2 separate regions of the Pan troglodytes genome follow, and region 2 is linked to region 1. Evidence: chromatin contacts called from public Hi-C data. All regions are on one chromosome and are shown on one strand. Each heading gives the region's core, a stretch centred on a gene start, on an enhancer-like site or on the middle of the called end of the contact. The rest is flanking DNA. Distances are from core to core; before and after follow the strand shown. Region 1 holds the start of CAMLG (calcium modulating ligand). Region 2 holds the start of PCBD2 (pterin-4 alpha-carbinolamine dehydratase 2).

Region 1 (6,812 bases), core at 1,308-3,807:
GTGTTTATAAAAATAAAAATTTGACTCATTATGGAATTTAGAGGAAGTAATTTGCTAATTTCTGAAAATTTTTCTTGAATTTCTTTTAAGCAGTTTCATCAATTCATTCTTTTACTCTTTTTCTTTTGAGATAAGGTCTAGCTCTATCACCCAGGTGGTTGTGGAGTGATGCAATCATGGCTCATTGCAGCAAACTTCCTGCCTCGTTTTAAATTTTTTTAAATTTTTTGATTTTTTTTTTTTTTTTTTTTCTAGAGACGAGGTCTCACTATGTTACCCAGGCTGGTCTTGAACTCCTAAGCTTAAGCAGTCCTCCCACCTTGGCCTCCCAAAGTGTTGGGATTACAGGTGTGAGCCACTGCGCCTGCACTCTTTTTTTTTTGTTTTTCTGAGACAGAGTTTCACTCTGTCGCCCAGGCTAGAGTGCAGTGGTGCAATCTCAGCTCACTGCAACCTCTGCCTCCTAGGTTTGAGTGATTCTCCTGCCTCACCCTCCCGAGTAGCTGGGATTACAGGTGTGTGCCACCATGCCTGGCTAATTTTTGTATTTTTAGTGGAGATGGGTTTCATCATGTTGGCCAGGTTGGTTTTGAACACCTGACCTCAAGTGATCCACCCACCTCAGCCTCCCAAAGTGCTGGGATTAAAGGCGTGAGCCACCGCGCCTGGCCTCCCAATCTCTTTTGTTTTTAAATAGAGAAGGGGGTCTCACTATGTTGCCCAGGTCAGTCTTGAGCTCCTTGCCACAAGTGATCCTCCTGCCTGGACCTCCCAAATGCCAGCCCAGACATTTTTTATAATTCTGTTCAAGTTCAGTTATACGGCTTCCTCAGTTTCAAGGAGGAATGAAATATTACTTGGAAATAATTTGCTTGATGCTTATATCATTGAATATAACACTATAATTCTAATTTAGCTCCTCAAACCCTTTCTGGAACCGTCTTGATTGATCAGGGCTGTGCCTCATCAAATTCTGCACATTTGTTAGTATTTGACAGTTATTTCCATTATTTTCAGTTGTGTGTAAAATTGTTTTAAGGAACAGTCTAGGGCTCAGAGATCTATGTCTGTGCAGATATGCAGAAGAACTTCCTCTAATACTTTAAAATTATTAACTAGTGGATGTCCCTGGGATTTAACTTTCATCCAATCAAGGGTGAAAGTTCAGTCTGTATATTCTTTGAGCTCCTTATGTTGTTGAATCCAAACCGAAGTTTCTTTTGTTTTCACTTCTTTTTCAGTATTAATATAAATATAGTATTTTATTATCTTCTAAGTGGTATTTCACCCACTTCCTTATTTTGAGGGTGATTGTGTGGCAGGCTTAGTTGCAGGGGGCCCACCCAGTAAGCTGCTTCAAAACCCTCCGCAGCCTCAGGTGTGAACTGGCCATGCTCCCTGTTAGCAAGGGTTGATGGATTCAATTCCTTCATTCATCTAATCATTCACTTAGTAAGTCATTACTGAATGCCAAGGCTGCATTATGACTTTCAAGGGCCCTAAGCTCTTTTGCCTTTGTGGCTCCTTCCTGCCTGAAAACATACTTAAAATTATATTTTATGACTGTATTGCTATTAATGATGACTATAATCCAGACTGGATCCATTACAATATAGCAAATATATTATTTTTTTCTGAAAAAACTTTTTTGAGATGGGGTCTCACTGTGTCACCCAGTCTGGAGTGCAGTGGCCCGATCATTGCTCACTGCAGCTTCAACCTCCCCAGGATCAGGTGATGCTCCCACCTTAGCCTCCCAAGTAGCTGGGACCACAGGCACACGCCACCAAGCCCGACTAATTTTTGTATTTTTAGTACAGTCAGGGTTTTGCCACGTTGGCCAGACTGGTCTCGAATTCCTGGCCTCAAGTAATCCACCCATCTCAGCCCTCACAAAGTGCTGGAATTACAGGCATGAGCCACCGCGCCCAGTCATTTGTTCTGATTTTATTTTATTTCTTTCTTTTATATATGTATTTTTGAGACGGAGTCTCCCTCTGTCGCCCAGGCTGGAGTGCAGTGGCATGATCTCGGCTCACTGCAATTTCTGCCTCCCAGGTTCAAGCGATTCTCCTGCCTCAGCCTCCCAAGTAGCTGGGATTACAGGTGCATGCCACCAGGTCCGGCTAATTTTTGTATTTTTAGAAGAGACGGGGTTTTGCCATATTGGCCAGGCTGGTCTCGAACTCCTGACCTCAGGTGATCCGCCTGCCTCAGCCTCCCAAAGTTAGGATTACAGACGTGAGCCACCGCTCCCGGCCTTTTTGTTTTTTTCTTTCCTTTTCCTTTTTTTTTTTTTTTTTTTTTTTTTTGAGACGGAGTCTCGTTCTGTCGCCCAGGCTGGAGCATCTTTAGCATGCGAGGTGGTCATAAATGGCAAGGAGAAAAAATAATAGCATGCGAGGTGGTCATGAACGACAAGGAGAAAAAACAAGGTGAAGGGGAATGGGGAGTGTTGGCAATTTAGATAGAATGTGCACGAAAGGTTTCAATGGGAAATTCTAATTTGAATAAAAACGCACAAAACGCGAGGAAAGCCTAGGAACACATCAGCCGTATACTTCGGCGTAGAGAAGTTAAGGATGAGGAACAGGCACCAAGAACAAATCCCAGCGTAAGGCTCCCTTTAAGCGCGGCTCCCAGGGTTACGTATTCCCATTGCCTACAGGCGAGGCCGCGGGTCTGTAAACAAGCGACTGCCGCTGCGACCTCCATTTTGCTTCCTGGCACCAAATCTAGGCTGACCTATTTACTGCCATCCCTTTCCCACTCCCGGTTTGGTTTTCTTTCTTTCTTTCTTTTTTTTTTCTCGAGACAGAGTCTCGCTCTGTAGCCCAGGCTGGAGTACAGTGGCGCGATCTCGGCTCACAGCAACCTCCGCCTCCTGGGTCCAAGAGATTCTCCTGCCTCAGCCTCCCGAGTAGCTGGGATTACAGGCGCGCGCCACCACGCCCGGCTAAGTTTTTGTATTTTTAGTAGAGACGGGTGGGGGGAGGGGGGAGGGGGTCACCATGTTGGCCAGGCTACTCTCGAAATCGTGACCTCGTGATCCGCCCGCCTCGGCCTTCCAAAGTGCTAGGATTACAGGCGTGAGCCACCACTCCCGGCCCTGGGTGCTGGTTTTCTTCACCTCCGAGTGAACAGCAGAGGGGGCTGTTGGGTGAGGGCCAGAAGAGTTGGGGAGGCACCAGAGCTTCCAGCGCTGCCCTCACTCAAGATGGCGGCCAGAGCCTCGCGCTTGGTCGCGTGGGGCGGTGCGTGAGTGCTTAGCTCACAGGCTCCGGGACCGCGCTCGGGGGCGGGTCTATAGTGGGAAGGGGACGCGCGCCCTGCGGCCCGGCCTCTAGTCATCGCCCTCGCAGCGGCGGCCAACATCACCGCCACTGCCACCCCTCCCAGACTGTGGACGGGGGGATGGAGTCGATGGCCGTCGCTACCGACGGCGGGGAGAGGCCGGGGGTCCCAGCGGGCTCAGGTCTGTCGGCTTCCCAGCGTCGGGCCGAGCTGCGTCGGAGAAAGCTGCTCATGAACTCGGAACAGCGCATCAACCGGATCATGGGCTTTCACAGGCCCGGGAGCGGCGCGGGTAAGAGCGTCGATTTCCCCTCAGTCTCCCGCCCATCACCTTGAATCTTCAGGGTCATTCTTCCCTCTCCCACCTCCACTCCTCTGACCTTTTTGACCAAGCCTTGGTCTTTGACTTCCTCTCTGTCCCGCCCCTTCGGTGATATCCCAAGTTCTCATCCCTGAACCCCAGGATGTTCCTAGTCGCTCCCCCCAATTTTCCCGGGGCCTCGCCGTGAGATTTTCCCCACCCTGCCTGCAGAGCTCTCACTCCCTCTTCCCAGTTACGTTGAACAGCCCCTTTTTTCCTTAGCCACTCCTCGCCTTTCTTGAAGGGCGCACGTTCTATCCCCCAGACTGTCGTGTCTACTGCTCCCCTTAGGAAGATGGCTTTCCTTCTTAAGATTCCAAGTGCTTTTCCTTACAGTGCCTTCTCTAGCGTCTACCTTCTTTTGCCTTTTGCTGTGTAACTCTTGTCTGCCCACATCAGCCTGTCTTTACTGAACTGCCCGCTAGTTCATCCTACGTGTATCAGGGACTCTTGTGCTCGTATCCTAGTGTTTGTGTTCAGTGCCCTCAACACTGTCACCTACGGGCCGGCTAGAAAAGGTGGGAAAAGTGAGAGTGAGCATTCTTCAGAGACCCAGCAAGTGCGAAGTGCACACCTGAGAGTTTCCTCTCCTCATCAGGGGATATTGTTGTGATTGATGTCTGGAGCTGCATTTCTAAGGAGAGCGCCTCCTTCCTCCCCCAAACACATGTCCAATGATTTTCTTTAAAAAAAATTTATTTCACGTGAGTATAATTGAGCAATTAGCGCGCCCTAGTGTTATCTAAGTTTCCAGTGTTTCCTTTAGTAATTGGCCTTTAGTCACTGGTCGCAAGCTCCTTATATCTTTGTGACTTTTGTTCTGTAAGGCTTTAGGTGTATAGCTCTGAACTTTTAGACAGTTCAAATGAGAGGTAAGAAAACCATTTCAAATTCTTCTAGAACAATAGAAGAAACATTTTTCTATCGGGCTATTTATTCTTAAAGCATTATTTATGATCTTACCTGAGGTACTTTCTATATTTTGTTCTTTTGCTTTGAAAATTTTATGTCTTTAAAGGTTGTTTTATTTTTTGAGACAGGGTCTCCCTCTGTAGGCCAGGCTGGAGTGCAGTGGCATGATCATAGCTTACTGCAGCCTCAAACTCCCGGGCTTAAGCAATCCTGCTACCTCAGCCTCCGGAGTAGCTAGGACCACAGGTGTACACCACCATGCCTGGCTAATTTAAAAAAAAATTGTGTGTGTGGAGATGGCGGGGGGGGGGGGTCTCACTATGTTTCCTAAGCTGGTCTCGAACTTCTGGGCTCAAGTGATCCACCAGCCTTGGCTTCCAAAAGTGCTGGGCTTACAGGATTACAGGTGTGAGCCATTGTGCCTGGCCTTTTTTTTAAAACGAAAACAAAAACAAAACCCCAGAGTAGTGTCTTAAAACTGCTGAAGTGCTTACTAATGGCTGCCTGACTACATAAACAGTAGCTGTGGGATATGCCACACCCTATGCTCATAGGGCACTGGATTCAGAAATCTAATTTTAAAATATAGATTTTAAAAGGCTTTACTGATTTTATATTTTTAACCAAATAAGCTAAGGCAGGCAATGCAATCATACATCTGGGATATATTATCCATAAAAAGTTGGTCTTTTCAGCTTGCTCCATCTCTGAATATCTTTCCCAGTTTGTCTACTAATCTTATCTCCTACCCACAAAGTTTGGGTTATTTCCTCTGCAGAATATTCATTTTGGGTGATATATTTTGAGGGTGTAGAGGAAGAATCCAGCTTTTTTCTTTTTTTTGTTTTGAGATGGAGTCTCGCTCTGTCGCCAGGCAGATGCAGATGGAGTGCAGTGGCGCAATCTCTGCAACCTCCGCCCCCCGGGTTTCAAGTGATTCTCCTGCCTCAGCCAGAGTAGCTGGGACTATAGGCAGCTGGGACTACAGACACACGCCACCACACCCAGCTAATTTTTGTATTTTTAGTAGAGACGGGGTTTCACCATGTTGGCTAGGATGGTCTCAATCTCTTGACCTCATGATCCGTCCGCCTCAGCCTCCCAAAGTGTTGGGATTACAGGCATGAGCCATGTTACTTGGCCGAAACCAGCTTTTCTTTAATGCAGAATCGGTATTTATTTATTTTGATTCAGAGGCTGCTGAGTTCTAGCTGCAACAGCATATTTTAAAACATAAACATGTAAGGTGTTTGCCAATATGGAATAAATACATAAGGCTTTTACATTTCTTTTCTCAGAAGAAGAAAGTCAAACAAAATCAAAGCAGCAGGACAGTGATAAACTGAACTCCCTCAGCGTTCCTTCCGTTTCAAAGCGAGTAGTGCTGGGTGATTCAGTCAGTACAGGAACAACTGACCAGCAGGGTGGTGTGGCCGAGGTAAAGGGGACCCAACTGGGAGACAAATTGGACTCGTTCATTAAACCACCTGAGTGCAGTAATGATGTCAACCTTGAGCTCCGGCAGCGGAACAGAGGGGACCTGACAGCGGACTCAGTCCAGAGGGGTTCCCGCCATGGCCTAGAGCAGTACCTTTCCAGATTCGAAGAAGCAATGAAGCTAAGGAAACAGCTGATTAGTGAAAAACCCAGTCAAGAGGATGGAAATACAACAGAAGAATTTGACTCTTTTCGAATATTTAGATTGGTGGGATGTGCACTTCTTGCTCTTGGAGTCAGAGCTTTTGTTTGCAAATACTTGGTAAGAAAAGATCTGTAAATTATTAACTAACTTAATGGAAAATGCAAAATGTTAATAATTATGAGTGCTTTTGATCCATAGAAGTCATTGCCAGTATTAATATCTACCAGATCCATGTGGCTGTTTGAAGATATATTATTAACTTTGCTATTCATCTCATAGAATGAAGTGTTCTGGTTAAATACAGAGCCTAATAATTACTGCTGGCCCTCCATATCAGTTGGTTCTGCACCCTATGTGGATTCAACCAATTGTGGATTGAAAATATTTGGATTTAGCCGGGTGTGGTGGTGCACGCCTGTAATCCCAGTTACTTGGGAGGCTGAGGCAGGAGAATCGCTTGAACCCGGGAGGCGGAGGTTGCAGTGAGCCAGGATAACGGCACTGCACTCCAGCCTGGGTGACAGAGTGAGACCCCGTCTCGAAAATATATGTATGTGTATATATTTGGGGGAAAAATAATACAACAATAACAAATAGTAAATA
Region 2 (6,812 bases), core at 1,510-4,009, 160 kb after region 1:
TACTGCATGAACGTAATCCAGTATTTGAAAAGTAATCCAGTTTGAAATGTGAAGACGTGTTCCGGTAGAATAGTGAGTAGAATGACATGCTTACTATACAGAAGGCAAAAATAGGACTCTCAGATAATAGTTTAAGGAAACCCTTGATTCCTTATATATGTTTAAGAAGGTTAGTTTTCTGTTTCTTTGCAGTTTTTCTTCTAGAGTCCATAGCAGGAAAGTATGTAACCAGAATTGGTTAGTGTGACCCCCTCAAGTAGCAAGTGATGGAAAATAAGAGTCAAATACCTTGATGTTTGTGATCTCTACTTTCACTCAAAAAATTTGAAGTGTTTTAAGTTGTTTCTGGGTAAGGGAGATGTTAGGAGAAAGGAAATGCTGTAACTAAAGCTCAATTATTATCAGTTCTATGCTAACGTATACATTTTAATCATAGTTATCTAAGCAGCATGCATTAATTGAACCTTAAAATGTTCCCAGCAGGCTGGGCGCAGTGGCTCACGCCTGTAATCCCAGCACTTTGGGAGGCCAAGGCGGGAGGATCACTTGAGGTTAGGACTTTTGAGACCAGCCTGGCCAACTTGGTGAAACCCTGTCTCTACTAAAAATACAAAAAATTAGCTGGGCGTGGTGGCGGGCACCTGTAATCCCAGCTAGTTGGGAAGCTGAGGCATGAGAATCAGTTGAACCCGGGAGGCAGAGGTTGCAGTGAGCTGAGATCACGCCACTGCACTCCAGCCTGTGCAACCAGAGCGAAACTCTATCTCAAAAACAAACAAAAAGAAGTATTGAAGTGTAAAACACTGTTCTTGCCCACAAGTTGATTCTAGTGTAGTTCAAGACACATTTAGTAAAGAGACAACATGTAATTTAAACAAACTTTTTTTTTTTTTAGACAAAGTCTCACTCTGTCACTTAGGCTGGAGTGCAATGGTGCAATCTTGGCTCACTGCAACCTCTGCCTCCCGGGTTCAAGCTATTCTCCTGCCTCAGTTTCCTCAGTAGCTGGGATTACAGGCACGCACCACCATGCCCGGCTGATTTTTGTATTTTTAGTAGAGACGGGGTTTCATCATTTTGGCCAGGCTGGTCTCGAACTCCTGGCCTCAATTGATCCACCCGACTCACCCTCCCAAAGTGCTGGGATTACAGGTATGAGCCACCGCACCCGGCGAAATGGTTACATTTTGTCAAGTGGGCAAATGGGAAGAAGCCCGTGAATTTTGGGCTACTTTGAGGCAAAATGCTTTATTTTTTCTAGGTCCATATGGATGGACTGCTAACAACTGCTAAGTTGAAGTTAAATGGACTCTTGTTCTTAAAAAAATATATTTCGCCATATCCTCTGCAAAACTGCTTATTAATTTGCATAAACTTTTTTTTTTTATTTTTGAGGGGGGTGAGGGACAGGGTATTTTGCTGTCGATGGAATGCAGTGGCGTGATTTCGGCTCACTGCAGCCTCCCGGGCTCAAGCCATCCTCCCATCTCAGCCTCACGGATAGCTGGAACTACCAGCACGTGCCACCACGCGTGGCTAATTTTTGTATTTTTAATAGAGATGGGGTTTTGCCATGTTGCCCAGGCAGATCTCGAACATCTGGCCTCAAGTGATCCTCCTGCCTAGTCCTCCCAAAGTGCTGTGATTACAGGTGCGGGCCACCATGCCTGGCCTGCTTAAACTATTCAGTTAAAAACAAACGAAAAAGAGGCCGGGCGAGGTGGCTCACACCTGTAATCCCAGCACTTTAGGAGGCCGAGGCGGGCGGATCACGACGTCAGGAGATTGAGGCCATCCTGGCGAACACTGTGAAACCCCGTCTCTACTAAACATACAAAAACAAAATTAGCCGGGCGTGGTGGCGGGTGCCTGTAGTCCCAGCTACTCGGGAGACTAAGGCAGGAGAATGGCGTGAACCCGGGAGGCGGAGCTTGCAGTGAGCCGAGATCGCACCACTGCACTCCAGCCTGGGCGACAGAGCGAGACTCCGTCTCAAAAAAAAAAAAAAAAAAAAAAAGATACAAGTGAATATTCTTAATAGTATGTCAATTACATCTCAAAAAAGCCAAAAAAAAAAAAAAAAAAAAAGAAAGAATACCTCCCCAAAAATGATACAAGAAAAGATTCACCTAAATCTGTTCACAGCTGTCTGCAGAGCTCCTACTGTGTGCTGAGCCTGGGGGTAAACAGGGCACGGACACGTTTGGGAGGGGATTACAGGCCGGGTTTCCACACTTTTTGGTCCAGGCAAACCCAGACGAGCCAGCTGGCTCAAGAACTTGGCAGCTGCGCGATGACTGAACAGAGGCTGCGTTCGAACCCACGACTGCAAGACTTAGGAGCCCCCGATGGGAACTGCCGTGGTTCACTGCCCCAGCCCTGCCGCTCAACTGCCCCTCCCTGGCCTGCGACATCCTCCTGCCCGCATGGACTGCGCGCAGCGCCGCCAAGCGGGGAGCACAGCTCGGTGCTAGCGCCCGCGAAGCGGAGGAGGCCGGCGCCCGAGGCTGGGCGAAGTTCCTCCTAGCGCAGCGAGGACCGGAGGGCAAGGCCAGCGCACGCCGGGCGACCTGCGTCCCGGGCACAGACGCGACGGGCCCGCACGGGGCGGGGACCGCGCGCGGCTGCTGGGCCTACGGCTGTGGGGCGCGCAGAGTCCACCTGGCGGCCAAGGGCGCTGGCGACCGCTGAAGCTCCTGGGGGTGTTCGGGGTCCGGGCTGCGCCTGTGCCCGCGGGAAGGCTGGGCGCTGCCCACACACAGCCCCCGCTCCGGGCCAGCCCCGCAGGGAGACTACCAGGGCGGCGGTAGCTGGGCGGGGTCGGGTCGGGGGCGGCTGTGGGCGGCCGGCAGGCAGCGCGCGGGGCAGCCCTCGGCAGACGGCCAATGGCGGCGGTGCTCGGGGCGCGGGGGGCGACGTGGCGCTTGTTGGCGGCGCTGCGAGGCCAGAGGCTAGGGCTCGCGGCCATGGTGAGTGTACAGCGGCCGCGTGGGTGGGGGTCCGGGGTCGGGGGGCGGTGCGATGCCCGGCGGCGTCGGCTGAGGGACCAGCGGGACTGGGGCGAACCCGGCGTGGGCCGGGCCTTGGAGCTCGGGCGTCGGGTCACCGCGTCCTGGGACTGAGCACCTGCCCGGCGCGCCGCTCAGAGACCGGGGTGGCCGCAGCCTCCGCCACTTGCCCTTGACTTTACACTTCCGCCGAAGCCTACGAACTTGCCAACCGGAAACAAATGGGAACGAATTTTGTTCAGCAACTACAAAAGGCAGATGTGAAAAGTAGTTGCAGAGCAATTCGGTGCCCGCCGCCGCTCGCTGTGCTGAGGACGAACGGCGCTGCGGGCCCGACTCCCTATGGCGGCTCCCTGCTCGCGCTTCACTCCAAGGGGAACCCACAGAGGTTTTGGAGGAGTTATTAATAAATTGTCTTTTTTGGTGACATATTGGCTTTTCTTTCCTTTTCCAAGGGGCCGTCAGTTTTCCTGCTGTAGAAATTAATATTTTGGAGTAAATGGAAAGTTTTAACATGCAGCACCACCTAGTGGAAAAGTGGTGCGTTAAACTCACCATCTAATTTTAAGTTGCATTTTAACCGCCCATTTCAGTTTGAAATGTTTTGTTTTGTTTTGTTTTTTCGATACGGAGTCTCGCTGTATCGCCGAGCCCGGAGTGCAGTGGCGCGATCTCGGCTCACTGCAACCTCCGTCTCCTGGGTTCACGCGATTCTCCTGCCTCACCCTCCCGAGTAGCTGCGATTACAGGCGCGTGCCATTTCGCCCAGGTAATTTTTTATATTTTTAGTAGAGAGGGGTTTTCGCCATGTTGGCCAGGCTGGTCTCGAACTCCTGACCTCAGGTGATCCACCTGCCTCGGCCTCCCAAAGTGCTGGGATTACAGGCGCGAGCCACTGCGCCTGGCCTGAAATCCTTTAATAGAAGAAATTTTTTTTTTTTTTTTTTTTTTTTTTTGAGACGGAGTCTCGCGCCGTCACCCAGGCTGGAGTGCAGTGGCGCGATCTCGGCTTACTGCAAGCTCCGCCTCCTGGGTTCAAGCCGTTTTCCTGCCTCAGCCTCCCGAGTAGCTGGGACAACAGGCGCCCGTCGCCACGCCCGGCTAATTTTTTTGTATGTTTAGTAGAGGTGGGGTTTCACAGTGTTAGCCAGGATGGTCTCGATCTCCTGACCTCGTGATCCACCCTCCTCGGCCTCCCAAAGTGCTGTAATAGAAGAAATTTAAAATAGCTCGAAGACGGAGGAAGATAGGCACTCCGCCGTTTCTTGGCCACGAAGGGGAGAACACGAGTGCCTACTGTCACCTAGGCGTGTCTTCAGGCGTACTCTGCCCCAGGTGCTAGTGATCCAGTAAGATTAGGGTGTTCTGGGAAGGAATGAATCAACAGACATGATTTGAGCGCTGCCACATGCCAGGCTGAATGCTAGGTACCCTCATATTCAAGATCTGTAATCTAAGCCTTTCAAAAAATCTTGTCAGGTAGATATTATAATATCCCCACTACAGACAGAAGGATCCCGGAATTCAGAAAAGCGGAGTTTAGTATCCCACAGCTAAAAGTAACAAAGTTAGACCTTAGATCTAGTTTACTCTCTTCAAGTCCTAGCCTACCCCCCATCCCCTGAAAAAATTAAGCCCACCACCAAGGGTTCTGCTGTGAATGTGCCCTCATGGGGGCCTTTGATGTTATGTAGATGAAGTGGCTCCATTTCCCAGTTCTGGGCGTGGTTCTTGCTGCTGGGCAGGTGTCTGTTGTGGGCATAAAGTGCATACCACTGATCTTAGCGGGGATGTGGATGGTCCAGCACTCAGAAAAAACAGCTCAGAGTGTGTTCTACAGACTCCAGGTTCCTGCCTTATTACAGGCAGCATGTTTAATGGTTTTCTTTGCAGCTACTCAGTGTGGACACACATAATTCTGTTTCTTTTCCAAAATTCTCTGAGTTGACAAAATAAGTGTTTAATAAGAATTTCAGAATTCTTTCTCTTTTTTTGAGACGGAGTCTCGCTCTGTTGCCCAGACTGGAGTGCAGTGGTGCGGTCTTGGCGCACTGCAACCTTCGCCTCCTGTGTTCCAGCGATTCTCCTGCCTCAGCCTCCGGAGTAGCTGAGACTATAGGCGCGCGCCACCATGCTTGGCTAATTTTTGTATTTTTAGTAGAGACGGGTTTCACCATCTTGGCCAGGCTGGCCTCGAACTCCTGACCTTGTGATCTGCTCGCCTTGGCCTCCCAAAGTGCTGGGATTACAGGCATGAGCCACCACGCCTCGCCAAGAATTTTAGATTTCTTATGATAGATGTATGTGTAAGTTTTTCAGAACTGTCACTGAAAAACTGATGAATGAATCTCTTTTGATTTTTTTTTTTTTTTTTGAGTCGGAGTTTCACTCTGTCGCCCAGGCTGGAGTGCAGTGGCACGATCTCGGCTCACTGCAACCTCCATCATCCGGGTTCAAATGATTCTCCTTCCTCAGCCTCCTGAGTAGCAGGGACTACAGGCACCTGCCGCCACACCCGGCTAATTTTTTGTATTTTTAGTAGAGATGGGGTTTCACCATCTTGGCCAGGCTGGTCTTGAACTCCTGACCTCGTGATCCACCCACCTCTGCCTCCCAAAGTGCTGGGATTACAGGTGTGAGCCACCACGCCCAGCCTTTTTTTTTTTTTTTTTTTTAAGAGACAGGGTCTCACTCTGTTGCCCAGGCTGGAATGCAGTGGTGATCATAGTTCACTGCAGCCTCAGTCACCTGGTCTCAAGTGATCCTCCCACCTCAGCCTCCCAAGTAGCTGGGACTATGGACATGGTCCACCACACCCGGCTATTTTTTAAAATTTTTTTGTAGAGACGAGGTCTCATTGTGTTGCCCAGGCTAGTCTTCAACTCCTGGCCTAAAATGATCCTCCCACCTCAGCTTCCCAAAGTGCCAGGATTACAGATGTGAGCCACTGTGCCCAGCCCTAGTAAATGGTTTTTTTTTTTTTTTTTTTTTTTTTTTTGAGACAGAGTCTCACTCTGTTGCCCAGGCTGGATGGCTGGGATTACAGGCGTGTGCCACCATGCCCAACTAATCTAGTAAGTGGTTTTTAATAACAAGCTTTTGCATATTTTTGTTTAATTAAAAAGTATTCTCTGCTGGGCACAGTGGCTCACGCCTGTAATCCCAGCACTTTGGGAGGCTGAGGTGGGCGGATCCCTTGAAGTCAGGAGTTTGCAACTAGCCTAGCCAACATGTGAAACCCTGTCTCTACTAAAAATACAAAATGTTAGCTGGGCGTGGTGGCATGCACCTGTAATCACAGCTACTCAGGAGGCTGAGGCAAAAGAGTTGCTTGAACCTGGGAGGCAGAGGTTGCAGTGAGCTGAGATCACACCACTGCACTCCAGCCTGGGTGACAGAGCAAGACTTGGTCTCAAAAAAAAAAAAAAAAAAAAAGGTACTCTCATTCTTTCCTTTTGTTAGTTGTGGGGAAGAATAGCCGACCTAGCAAAGAAGAAAAACTAGAAAACTGATTCATTAGTATTTTTTTCTTCATCTTCATAGAAAAAGTTGTCTAAAGGTAAAATCTTTTTCCTCTCTTAATATTAGTGATAAACGATTTTAGGATTTCTGAAGTGGGAGTGAGTTGCAGCTTAATGGCAGAGAATCCAGGGAATGCAGCTTAGCCCACAGTTGCCCTTTGATGAGGAGCCTTCACTAATGTTCATCTTTCTGGGTGACAGCCTCTCTCTCACCTGAGCCTACAGTAACTCTGCAAGTAGGTAAGGCAGGAAGTATTGCCTGGAATGAGAACCCTGCTTTCCT

The links. A called contact is a pair of places that touch in the nucleus more often than the background predicts.
Region 2: a contact with region 1 is called in a Hi-C map of stem cell-derived neural progenitor cells, with 5 times the contacts expected there. The contact joins the promoter of PCBD2 here to the promoter of CAMLG in region 1. A contact is called at or near these places in 1 of 7 Hi-C or Micro-C datasets (stem cell-derived neural progenitor cells) and 1 of 1 datasets of contacts at active chromatin or transcription factors (stem cell-derived excitatory neurons).

What each region holds. Positions count from the first base shown.
Region 1 is chr4:132,484,632-132,491,443 of NHGRI_mPanTro3-v2.0_pri, forward strand. CAMLG (calcium modulating ligand) reads left to right here and starts at 2,558. Exons shown (of 4, transcript XM_518170.8): 1 at 2,558-3,586; 2 at 5,866-6,326. The coding sequence starts at 3,415.
Region 2 is chr4:132,649,088-132,655,899 of NHGRI_mPanTro3-v2.0_pri, forward strand. It overlaps PCBD2 (pterin-4 alpha-carbinolamine dehydratase 2), which reads left to right and starts at 2,760. Exons shown (of 4, transcript XM_001168076.7): 1 at 2,760-2,969. The coding sequence starts at 2,886. TXNDC15 (thioredoxin domain containing 15) reads left to right here. Exons shown (of 5, transcript XM_001168003.6): 5 at 1-293.